Regions from separate parts of the Mus musculus genome. Here region 2 is linked to region 1. A link is a contact called in public Hi-C data. All regions are on one chromosome and are shown on one strand. Each heading gives the region's core, a stretch centred on a gene start, on an enhancer-like site or on the middle of the called end of the contact. The rest is flanking DNA. Distances are from core to core; before and after follow the strand shown.

Region 1 (5,932 bases), core at 1,473-3,972:
TTGCGTTGGACAAATTGCATTTACATAAAACCATCAGGCACTCAGGACCGGCCCACAGAGGGGAATCAGCAGCCGGCAGCTCCCACCTTCATTCTCAGCACTTAACCAGACATGTCTGTTTGTAGAGAGTCCTTATATGGAGATTGGAAGATGCAGTGTTGGCCATGTGAGCAGCCAGAGGCAGGAGAAGAGTCAAGCAGATGTACCCCTCGTGTCCACGTTCAGAGGCTGAAAGCCTGAAGAGTCTGTTTCCAGAGCGCGTCCCTCTCAGTGCCTGTCCTTCCCAAAGGCTTCCACTGCTGACCACTTGGAAGTGAAGCGACACGCCAATCACTCACTTGTCCACCAGTGCTTGTGGTTTCCCTTACGATTTTCTCAGGCTATTGGACCACTCTAGAGTAAAGCGGGTATAATTCAATCCTTTGGTCCCTGTTTCATTTTTGACAGTTGGGTCCTTGCCTGGAATGGTGCAGTTTTACTACTGATCTACCCTGCAGCTAAAATAATGAGGAAGTGTGGTAGGAAGAGTTTCCAACCAGGTCTATCTAATTATCTAGTTTTGACTTTCTTCTTCACAAATTCATTTTTAGCTGTTTCGGTTTTTGGTTTGTTCCTTCCAACAATATTTTTTTGACATTTTATTAACCACTAATTCTATGGCACTTAACTAGTTAACTGTTCTTGTTTGTTTGTTTTTGTTTTTGTTTGTTTTTAAAGTTTATTTTAATCCTTTTTTTTTTTTTTTGTGGCCACCTTTTTCTTTTTCTTGTGGCACATAGATGATTAGAACATCTTCCAAGCTTTTGACAGGTTTATACTTGGATCAAATTGTTCTAAAATTGTTGAGAGTCACCAAACTGTTGATCCTGTATTTGCAGTGTACTCAGATTGAAAACGGGATGTGTGGTTTGGGCATGCTCAGGACCTTTGCAATCCTGCACCCCTCCCCCCCTAGCACACAGTGTATTTAAGAGTCAAGGACAGCCCCAGAGGCACAAAGATAAAAGTGACAGAATTATTTACCTTCAACCTTTTGTCTGAAATGACAGAACAGGTCCAGTAGCACGGATAATAAATAACCAAGTTGGAATTTACAGTTTTTCAGGTTAACATAACTAAAATGCCCATAATTTAGAGAAAGATTCCTGTGCATTTTTTCCATGTCAGCAGCAACCATGATCCAAATTATAAACTAAAGAATTTAAAAAGCGTCATGTCCAGGCTTTACTGCCCTAACCAATTTCTTGATAGCGTACCCCAAACCATCATGGATGTTTCTCTCAGTAGAATGTCTTTCTTTACTCTCGTATGCAATATTCAGTAGGCTGCACACATTTAATCATGTAAAATCCATAAGAAATTTAAATGCTTTGAAGTTCATATGGCCACACGGAGGCTTATGACTTGGGGCCCTGAGAAGAAATTCCATTTTTGCATGGCAATAAGAGAAAAGATGATGTCGGCTCCAGAGGCTTGGGGCTTCTGTGTGTTACTTCTGGAAACAGAATCCGTCTAGGATATAAAGAAGGCCCTGGGGCCTCTTCCTGTCCCTTCTGTCCTTCCTTTCTTGATCCAGAGACTTCTTTTGCTGTGTGTCCCAGGTGTTCACTGTGAAGGTTCTGAGCCAGAAATGATAAAGCCATAAGAATAAAGGAAGTAGTGGGGTGGGGAGTGGGGTCGGAGGTGGGGAGAATGAAGTCACAAACAAAACTCCAAGGCCTAAGAAAGAGTAAAAATATGGGGTGGGTTTCGAAATGTCACTGAGCACACAAGTCTCAGTTATGTTAAACAGCTAAAATTCATGGTCACACCCCTACACTCTTGCAGAGTGTTCCCAGGAATTTTATTTTTATTTTTTGGTTTTCGAGAGAGGGTTTCTCTGTATAGCCCTGGCTGTCCTGGAACTCACTTTGTAGACCAGGCTGGTTATTTTTAAGAGTCTTAAAATTTAAATGCACAATTACTTTGCTCGTGGAGGAGGTTAACAACCCCCAAATGCCTTTAGCCACATGTTTAAACAAATCCTAATTCATGCTGAGAGACAGAGTTCAAGCAAGACTGAGTGCACAATCCTTACTTAGTCACGTTATTTTGTGTTTTAACAAAGTGCCCTGGACCTGGAGTGTGTAAACCTGTCTAGTCGCTTGGATCTGCCCATCCTAGGCCCCTCTGGGCTTCTCTGAGCTGCGTATGGACCTGATTCCAAGAACCATTTGCCCACGTGACACAGTAGCTCCGCACCCTGAAGCCTTGAGCTGTGTCACTCTGCCACCTCGGAGCCAGGAATGGTGGGTCCTACATGTAGTCACCTGAAGTGTGCCCTCAAATTTTGCCAGCATGTCTGTTGGGCTGATATTTAGAGCACTTTCTATTTGCAATGTGTGAGCTGGACTGACTGTGCGGAACAGTTGCTTGCTTTGAGCCCACAGTTACTACCACGGTGCTGTAAACTTGAAAGACTTATGCTTGGTCGCGTTCCCTCTACTGCACCCCTACCTCCAAGCTGGGTTTGCCCAGCTAGGGACTGGCAAGTGGCAAGCATGCTCTTCACATGAGCTCTGTGGCTATCTCTCCCCTTTATCCAGTGTTGTTATTTGAGTGCCTCGTAATTAGCTGCTAGAAATAGCTCCCATGTGGCCTTGCTTGGGCGAGGTATGCCTGCGGGAGTGAACGTTCCTCTCCTGGCCTCTGTTGAAATCACATTCCCAGGGAAGAGGCGGGGCTGAGAATGAGCCCCAGTGAATGTTGCCCTTGTAGGAGACTGAGTACTTACATTACACAGTGTTCTCTCCACCCTTGACCTCTGCTAGTAGTTCATGGCAAGCACCCAGGGCTCACTCCGAGAATATGAAAAGTCAGTACAAATACAACCCAAGAAAGAGACAATGGCATCTTCACGTAATGTTGATATTTAGTGTGGACAAAGCGATTCACATTCTTAGAATCTTCAGCACAGGATCAACTGGAAACTTGAGCGTAGACTATTTGTTTTATTTATAGACAGAGTTATGGTGTTTCAATAGAGGAATGGCACCCGCCTGACAGCCTCCCCTCATGACTTGCGTCTCGCGCCTGTGTTTTGTGCATTACACGTAAAGCCTCTTAGGGCTGGGAAGGGAATAAGTTGTTCCACTCTCTTGCAAATGTCATCATTCATTAGCCACTTGCACCTGTCTGGTGGCAGTCTCTCTCCCAGTGGGGATGTGAGCCCCTTCTAGAAGCTATCATCCTCTGAAATAAAGCAAGAACGAGAAGCGGCCTGTGTGAACTTTCTACTTTGCAGCTTTGGGCTGGCATGGCTACTTACTTTCTTTCTAATCATTCTTGCTCAGAGTGGTGCCTCCCAAACTCTGAACCAAATATTTTTATTTAGTTACAATTCAAACTGTAAGTAAAGGGCTTTTGATTTTGCAGGGGAGAAAGAGTGGGGGGGTGAAGATAAAAGTATTTGAGGAAAAAGTCATCTAGATCACATGTCTACCAGAATACAGCTTCCTCCAACCACCACCATCACCCTAATTGTAGAAATCGGTTTCGCAAAGTTCAGTCTGTCATCTCAGGAGAACTAATTCATTTCCATTTACCTCTAACTTTACTCTCACGTTTTCTCTTTCCTACATTAGTTTCTTTAATGGAAAACTGGCACTTGTGAGTTATCAACCATTTAGGAAAATCATTAAATCTCTCAGTATTTTTAATGTGAGGCCTATCTTTTGATGTTATTTCATAAAAAATACTCTTTGCTTCCTTGTGTATTACCACACCCACCCCTTTGGATTCGCTTGGTTAGATATAAAATAGCGCACAGGATAAGACCTAATAATAAGATTTTGTCACAGATTATCCTCATGGTAACATTCCTGAACCATGACCACACATTTATGCTGCACTGTCCTAGTGGCCAGGCTATGTGACTGGCTTGTTATTTGTGTAGCCATCTTAACCTTGAACTGTCTTCTAGCATTTCATAGTCTGTGCTGGGGGACAGAGCCCCCTGCTGGAAGTGTTGGGGGCTTGCCTTCGCGCTGGAGCCAAAGACCCCTCCCAAAGACTGGAGTTCAGCAGGCAGCAAGCACAACCAATGTCGTAAAAAGTGTGTGGCTGGCTTCAGTGGACGGTACAAATCAATATAATCTGGATTGTTGGTTCAAAAACATATCCCTTCCTTTTGAAAGCTTTCTGAGAAAGAAAAACATAGGTCCATTTAAACCGATCATCCTTCATTTGGTTCATTAGTGATTCCTAGGAAATTATTCTTTATGTTGATAGTAGTCTTGAATAAAAGGGTTTTCTTATAGGTAAATGCTAGAAATGGTGGATCCAGTATAATGAAGTGTAGCTTTTTAACGTATTTGAGCTTCTCAGGGTTGGCCAAGTGAAACCATTTTCAACTAACACTTTTCTCTCAATTTGTTTGGCTGTGGACTTTTATCTTTTTCCAGTATTCTTTTTTAAAATTACCTGTTGGTGTTTTTTTTTGTTTACTTTTTGTGTGTTCTTGCTTTCTTGATACTTTACATCAGATTTGGAGCCATCCGGGTTTTATGAAGATCATTTCTCCTTAGTGCCCCAGCACATTCTTTAGCAACGTGAAGTTTTGGTAAACATGGCTTAAGAATTGTCCATGTTTTGAGCTCACGGGGAACCAAGTCCTTATTCTGTGTATAGGAGGGCACTGTCACCCAGCTGTGGGGCCCAGCTCCTCCGAGAAAGTCAAGAAGGCACCACTGTGTTCACGATCCTGATGGCTTCCTACTTAAAATGTCTTCTTCCTCGGGGGCTATGGCTAGGCACATAATCACTTTGCAAGCTTGATAACAATAACGGGGAGATTCTCCCTAGAAGGCACGGGAAATGTCACGGGAAGGTGCTATTTCTGCTTGGTTTCTGTTTGAAATATTCGCACAGCTTTGACTGCTCAGATTGTATTTTAGTCTCTAAGCTCCCTTGCCTGACCCAGTCTGGCCATTTCTCTATTGTGGCTTTCTACTTCCTGTATCAATGAAGATGCTTCGATGTATGACCTAGATGTTAGTTCAGAAAGCAAGAATTGACCTGTTCTCTAGTAGCTTTTAGAAGAGAGAGTCCAAGATTGTCCCTCAGCGGGCACGGTTCAATGAGTGTGTCCCCAGCTTTTGTTCTTGCGGGAACCACACAGCTGGCATTCTCTATTGTTTAATTCTGTGAAGCATGGTTAGGGTCAGCACTATTAAGGTCACTCAGAGCCCACAGGGTGGCCTCCCTTACTCCTTCATTCCATAAGGATTCTGGCCTTTAGGAAGCATAAGGCTTCACTCAGAAGATACAACTTACTTCTCAAACCCCCATCTCCTCACTGCCGTAGTCACTGAGACGCAGGAGCAACACCTCTCTGCTGACGCTGGATCCAGGGAGGTCCTCCAGCGCACCACAGGACAGGAGAAGGACAGAGACTCCCAGCAGAACTCCCAGACAAGCCTCCTCTGAAGTCTGTCCCGATTTTTCAGTCTCCCCAGTCAATGTGCATGCTTTCTGCCTGTGGTCCCTGTAGGACAGTGTGATACGCAAATATGGATGAGAGCAAATCTACAAACGTTAGACGTATTAGATGCTTGTTTCTCCCATACTGGAAGCACACCCCATTCTGAAAACAAAACAACTTTCTGTAAAGTTTTTTTGCATGACAAACACTGACCAGAGTTCCACTTACTATTCCCTCGGCAGTTGTGACCACCAGGCTCTCCGGTGCGGTTTAACGGAGTTCCGGCTAGAATTCCTTTCTCCTCACCTCTTCCAGGTACTGAGCTCATACAAACTCTGTTACCGTGGCAACAGTGTGTGAGCCCCGCTGTTAAAGTGTACAGCCTCACTGGGCACTCTAACTTTTTCTTCTGACTCTGGCTGCCTGAATTCTGTCTCACCTGGACCAGAAAAACTGCCCTGAACTCGTAAG
Region 2 (5,990 bases), core at 1,916-4,415, 500 kb before region 1:
TAGATGGACCCCAAAACTGTACTGAGCAGGAGAGAGCATGCAGCTCATTCCAACCACACTAGGTTCCAGGAGAGACAGAATCTATGTGGAGAAAGAAGATGCAGGAGGCCAGGGCGGTGGTTCTAACACATGGGAGGCAGAGGCAGCAGAATCAGGTGTTTGAGAACAACCTGGCTTCTGTAATGAGGCTCTGTCTAAAGAGATGAAATGAAGAAATGAAGGAAGAGAGGGGAAGAAGGGAGGAGAGAAGAAAGAAAGCAAAGAAAAAAGTTCTGGTCTATCTGGGAACTGTGGATGGGCAGTGATTAGCTGGGAAGGGGATTGTGGGAGCTTTCTGAAGCTTGACGGATAAGTTATATAAGAGCACACACGTGGTTTTTAAAAATCAACAATTCTGCCATTAATGTGCCGTATAAGCACAGGAGCCAGATAAGCCAGCACCTCTAGGGAAACCGAGAGCAACAGCAAACTTCTGAAACCACAGCAGGACAGAGACGGGAGGAGCTCTGGGGTTGTGTACCTAAATCAGTGGGCTCCAATGTCAGTGAGAGGGAGTGAGAAAGACACCTGATGTGAGTCTCTGGTCTCTATGTGTGCGACACACATGCATGCACACACACACACACACACTCGTGAACAAACAAGTACAGACACGTGCACATGAGCATACACACACACACACACACACACATACACACACACACACACACACACACACACACACACACACACACACACACACACACACAGGAGGAGATAGCCCTGTTCGTCCCTGGAAGCACAGCTAGCGCAGCTGACCCAGGAACCAGAGCTTGGAGGCCTAAGGGTGGTGGAGCACATGTGCCCATCACATCATCAACGGGCCAAGAGTGCTGGGAATGCAAGCGTAGGACTTCTTAGAACTGAGTGTCTTGAGACCATGCAGTCCCAGGCAGGTCTCAGCTGACCCTGCTTACTTCCCCTCCCTCGCCAGCTGCCACCAGGAAGGGCAAGTTCCCCCTCAGCAATCAGAAACGTTCGCAGCAGAAAAACCTCAGCGCGGCAAGGGATCGTCTCCAGCGTGAGCTCTCACATCCAGGCTAGGTGGGAACCTCAAGGAGTAAGTAGGACTTGATACAGCTGAAGCAAAGCTCCTGGTACCTGACTCAGGTGTGCCGGCAATGCTGGCTATCCAAAAGAGGTTAACTTTGAAGCACTTGCAGCTTAGCTGCGAGCCTCAGTTCACAGGCAACAACGAGAGACCAAGAACTAGGGAAGTAATGTCACAAGACTGACAGATTTGAGGGTAGAGTGTCTGGCAATGTATCTGGCCCAGAATTAGTCTCCATGTTGTAGAAATAGACCAGTTGCCTGGAATAGTCCTGGATCCATTTTTCTTAGAACAAAGACATTGTTAAGAACACAGATGATGGGCTGGAGAAATGGCTCAGCAGTTAAGAGCACTGACTGCTCTTCCAAATGTCCTGAGTTCAATTCCCAGCAACTACATGGTGGCTCACAACCATCTGTAATAAGACCTGGTGCCCTCTTCTGGTGTGTCTAACAGCTCCAGTGTACTTACATAAATAAAATAAATAAATAAATCTTTAAAAAAAAAAAAAAAAAGAACAGGGATGAGGTATTGATAAGAAAACAGCCCGGCAGTGGTGGCGTACGCCTTTAATCCCAGCACTTGGGAGGCAGAGGTAGGTGGATTTCTGAGTTCAAGGCCAGCCTGGTCTACACAGTGAGTTCCAGGACAGCCAGGACTGCACAGAGAAACCCTGTCTCAAAAACAAAAAAACAAACAAACAAACAAAAAAAGAATTGATAAGAAAACATCTGTAAAATTGAAAAGCAGAGATCAGGCGAAGCAGGTAACAGAATTATATCTATCCTGTGCCATCTGAAGACACATTTCCAGAAGTGTGTGCACTATGGCACTCACTGCAGTAGCCTGAGTGGCAGGAACAAGGTTTACTCCTTTGATTTTTGCTTGTCACAATTTTCCAAATTACTGCAATCCAGATAGTCTCCATCTGTCACAGGTTCAACTCCCACCCCTACCCCTCGGGATCCACATGTAAAAGTATTGGTCCCCACCAGACTTGTACCTTGGACTGTGGGCTTGTTGAGACAGACCTGCTCAGAACAGAGAATGTCTGTAGTCAGCTAAGTTGGGGTGGGTCCTACTAGAGAACAATGACCATCCCTGTGACTGTGTCCCTTTAAAAGAAGGAAAACTTAGTGAGGTGAAGGCAGAGATGGCGCGTTGTGTTTCTACATGCTGAGGAACAGCAGGATGTCAGTCGCCACCAGGAACTGGTCGCTGGTCCACAGTGGCAGATTCCCCCATTCAGACTAGGAACAAGTCACCCTGACAACCATGGCCTCAGACCACCAACTTCCAAAACACCGATGGCAAGGCAGTATATTTCTGCCATTTGGGCCACCAGGCTAGGGTCACTTATACCACCTAGTAAAAATGACGACAGCAACACCAAAAATTATTCAGACTTTAAAGTTAAAAGTTAGGCTTGGGGACCAGAGAGAGCAAACCCGGAGCGAGCCGGGGCGGGGGAGGGGGAAGAAGCAAGAGGGAGAAGGGAAGGGAAAAAAGAAAGAAAAGAATTGCTTTAAAAAAAGTGAGGCTTGCTTGGGTGGGTATCTGGAAGTACAGAACAGCTGTCCCCACCCAGGAACTGCAGCTTCCCGGATTGGAGCCTCTTCGCTCGCTCTCAGCTGTTCAGTAAGGAGAGCATCCTTCACTGTGCCAGAGCTCTGGGGAGCCTTTCCTCCCTCTCTGCTGTCAGTCTCCCTGAGTCACTTCTGCTCTCTGGAGCTGCCAGATTTTCTGGCTGATGGAGGCCGTCCCACAATCATGGCAGCTTGGCTCCAGCCTGACCACATCCCAAGTGGCTGATACAGGGATGAGGCACATGCTGCAGGGTGCCACAGGTCACATGGTAGGGGGACGTCATGGAGCACGCAGGGGCCTCCAAAACCCTCGGAGCACCTCCTCCTCAGCAAGCAGAAGTCTATTATTACAATGGACTGCTTCATTCTCAGCTTCTCCAACCCTGGGGCTGGGCTCTCGGAAACCTGAACCCGAGCAAGGCCAGCGGATCAAAATAACTTCCAAGAATAACCAGGCCTGCGCTGGACTCAGGCGTGTGGGCCTGCAGGCTGAAGTGCTCCAGTTCCTGCCTGGGCCTTCACTCTACCACAGCTCCCCAGGAATGAGTTATCAAGTGACACACTCTGGAACTTAATCAGCCGAAACAATGGGAGGAAGTATGGCGCTTTCTCCACGGCCCTCCAAACGGGGAGCCCCGCTTATCAAAGGGACAGGATTTATTCAGTTGCTACAAACTTCCAAAGACTTCCTTTCCCAAAAGAAAGACCCACAGGAAGGTCATGTCCTTCAACCACATCCAGTGAGTCAAAAGTGCCTCCTGCTTCGCTTCAAGCTGGCCAGTCAGCCGACTTCCACCCTGGCCCCAGCCACTGGATCTGGGCACACAGCTGCCCCAGGAGAGCCTGCAGGCTCCAGAGGGTCCAGAGACAAAGGCACAGCTGACCCTCAGACCACAAAATAGAGGCCACAGATTACGAACTGGCACCAGCTCAGGGAAAATGAGGCTTATGGTCACTGGAAACAGGTAGGCCATAGGCTCTCTCTCAAGCCAGTTAACCTAATCTAGAGTTCTCTTTTCACACGGAGCAGCCTGACTCCTAGCAGGCTGGGCCTCCAGTTTTACAGTCCCCGAGTATTTTACCAGTGGACCTTTTCCTATACCTTGTGCTTGGACTGCAGCCTTCCAGACAAGCTGAGCATCCTGGAGCCTGGATGTGACCTTCATCAAGACCATCCAATCAAAGGGGAGAAGACTAGCCACACCCACTGCCCCCAACACACGGTGTACACAGCCAATTCTAAAAACTCCAGAGCTGGAGCTGAGCCTGCACCACACCGCATGCACGCCACACTCCTTCGTATTGCACATGATAGACATTTGTCTGTGCTGTCTGAGGAAGAGCTCGTCCACACGTGGATGGGAAGGCCTTTCCCAAGATCTCGGGGGTCTCCCTGCCTCAGAGGGTGGTATTTGAACAGCCTGTATCAAAAGGAGCTAAGCCTTTAACAAGGGGTGTGTGGCCAAGGGAACAGCTTCTGCTTCTGTGTGTGCGCGTGCGCGTGTGTGTGCGCGTGCGCGTGCGTGCGTGTGCGTGTGCGTGTGTGTGTGTCTGCGCGTGTGCGATGAGCTTCCTGATTGGAAGGCAGATGTAGGAAGAATAAGTAACTGAAGTAAGTATGTCTGTGCCTCACTAGCCACAGATGCCTCATTGATCACCACGTGATTTCTAACCTAAGCATGGACGTAGTTTCAGACCCTGTCTCAAAACTACAAGTCACCCAGTGTTGGCATGTCTGTCAACAAAGCCCACTCACCCTCATATTCGTGCTAAGGAGGGCAGGATCTCTCTGTCCTTCAACAATGAGTCCAGACACCTAATATAACATCCCAAGGCCCATGTACTCGGGCATCCATGCCTCCTTCCTATTCCTGGCAGAGGCTGAGCAGTGAGCACAACACATAACCCAATTCGGCAACGCCCACCAGAGGCCTGGCAGGCCTTCTCAGCCTGGACCCTTGACCTAGAGGTCTTGTGCATGGATTCTTTGTGTGTCCATCCATCAATCGACCAACATCTAACAACACCCACAGACATCTGTAATCTTTGGAGTGAGAGTCGTGTAGAGATAACTCTCTGGTGCCCGCCTCAAGAACACTGCAGTGCTTAAGGAATCAGACATCTGTATCCCATAGGTTAAAGTGAATGGTCACTGGCCGGTAACCCTGGTGATCCATGAAGAGAAAGGTCTGGGTGCCTTCCTGCTTCTTGGTCTACCCTCTGTGTGCTCTGCAAGGGCTTTGACCACACTGGGCATCAGTGTAAGGGTGGTGTCTGACAAAGAAGAGAAGTCAAGCCCTCTCTCCCACAGGTCACCTTCTTTAATGAGAATACTCATTCCCACAGGGTCCTGATAAGCTTCCCTTTGGCTTTTCTGCCTGGCGATAAGCACTACAAAGCAAAAAGCCCTCCATGTTAATGTACTCCCTGGAGGGCAGCTGTCATCAGGATGAAAGACACCATAGAATGATACCCCTGCTGGTAGGCAACAAGGCACACACATTGTACAATTTCAAGGGATTTTCAGATCCCCTACATCAGTGGCTCTCAACCTGTGACCCTTTAATACAGTTCCTCATATTGTGGTGACCCCTCAACCATAAAATTACTTCATTGCTACTTCATAATTGTAATTTAGCTACTGTTATGAATGATGATGTAAATATCTCATAGCAGGATTCCTGATGTGTGACCCTAGTGGGGTCACAGCCCATAGGTCGAGAACCACTTCCCTAACCCTAACGTCTTTCTCTAGGACGTCCTGAAGATCTCCTAAGGGCTCAAGAAGCTGAACTCCAGAAATTCAAAGAACGCCATTAAAAAATGGGGTACAGAGCTAAACAAAGAATTCTCAACTAAGGAATACCGAAGGGCTGAGAATCACTTGAAAAACTGTTCAGCATCCTTAATCATCAGGGAAATGCAAATCAAAACAACCCTGAGATTCCACCTCACACCAGTTAGAATGGCTAAGATCAAAAATTCAGGTGACAGCAGATGCTGGCAAGGATGTGGAGAAAGAGGAATACTCCTCCATTGCTGGTGGGATTGCAAGCTTGTACAACCACTCTGGAAATCAGTCTGGCGGTTCCTCAGAAAATTGGACATAGTACTACCTGAGGACCCAGCAATACCACTCCTGGGCATATACCCAGAAGGTGTTCCAACTGGTAATAAGAACACATGCTCCACTATGTTCACAGCAGCCTTATTTATAATAGCCAGAAGCTGGAAAGAACCCAGATGCCCCTCAACAGAGGAATGGATACAGAAAATGTGGTACATTTACACAATGGAATACTACTCAGCTGTTA

What was found. Hi-C and Micro-C count contacts between places; a contact is called where the count stands out from the background.
Region 2: a contact with region 1 is called in a Hi-C map of cardiomyocytes, with 2.9 times the contacts expected there. The contact joins two enhancer-like sites. A contact is called at or near these places in 3 of 484 Hi-C or Micro-C datasets (astrocytes, cardiomyocytes and myocytes), 3 of 115 datasets of contacts at active chromatin or transcription factors (cardiomyocytes, embryonic stem cells and heart atrium) and 1 of 9 other capture datasets (embryonic stem cells).

What each region holds. Positions count from the first base shown.
Region 1 is chr17:9,892,186-9,898,117 of GRCm38.p6, reverse strand. The region is part of intron 1 of Gm34799 (a long non-coding RNA gene); the gene reads left to right. Among named protein-coding and RNA genes, the nearest start is that of Gm34799, 12 kb to the left of the region's middle. Within about 2 kb of position 2,722, at least 62 of the 459 cell types and tissues checked have an H3K27ac peak or open chromatin away from gene starts, as enhancers often do. A contact at or near this core is called in cardiomyocytes, heart atrium and myocytes, where this site is marked.
Region 2 is chr17:10,387,811-10,393,800 of GRCm38.p6, reverse strand. No RefSeq gene overlaps it. Among named protein-coding and RNA genes, the nearest start is that of Gm39565, 19 kb to the right of the region's middle. Within about 2 kb of position 3,165, at least 107 of the 459 cell types and tissues checked have an H3K27ac peak or open chromatin away from gene starts, as enhancers often do. A contact at or near this core is called in cardiomyocytes, heart atrium and myocytes, where this site is marked.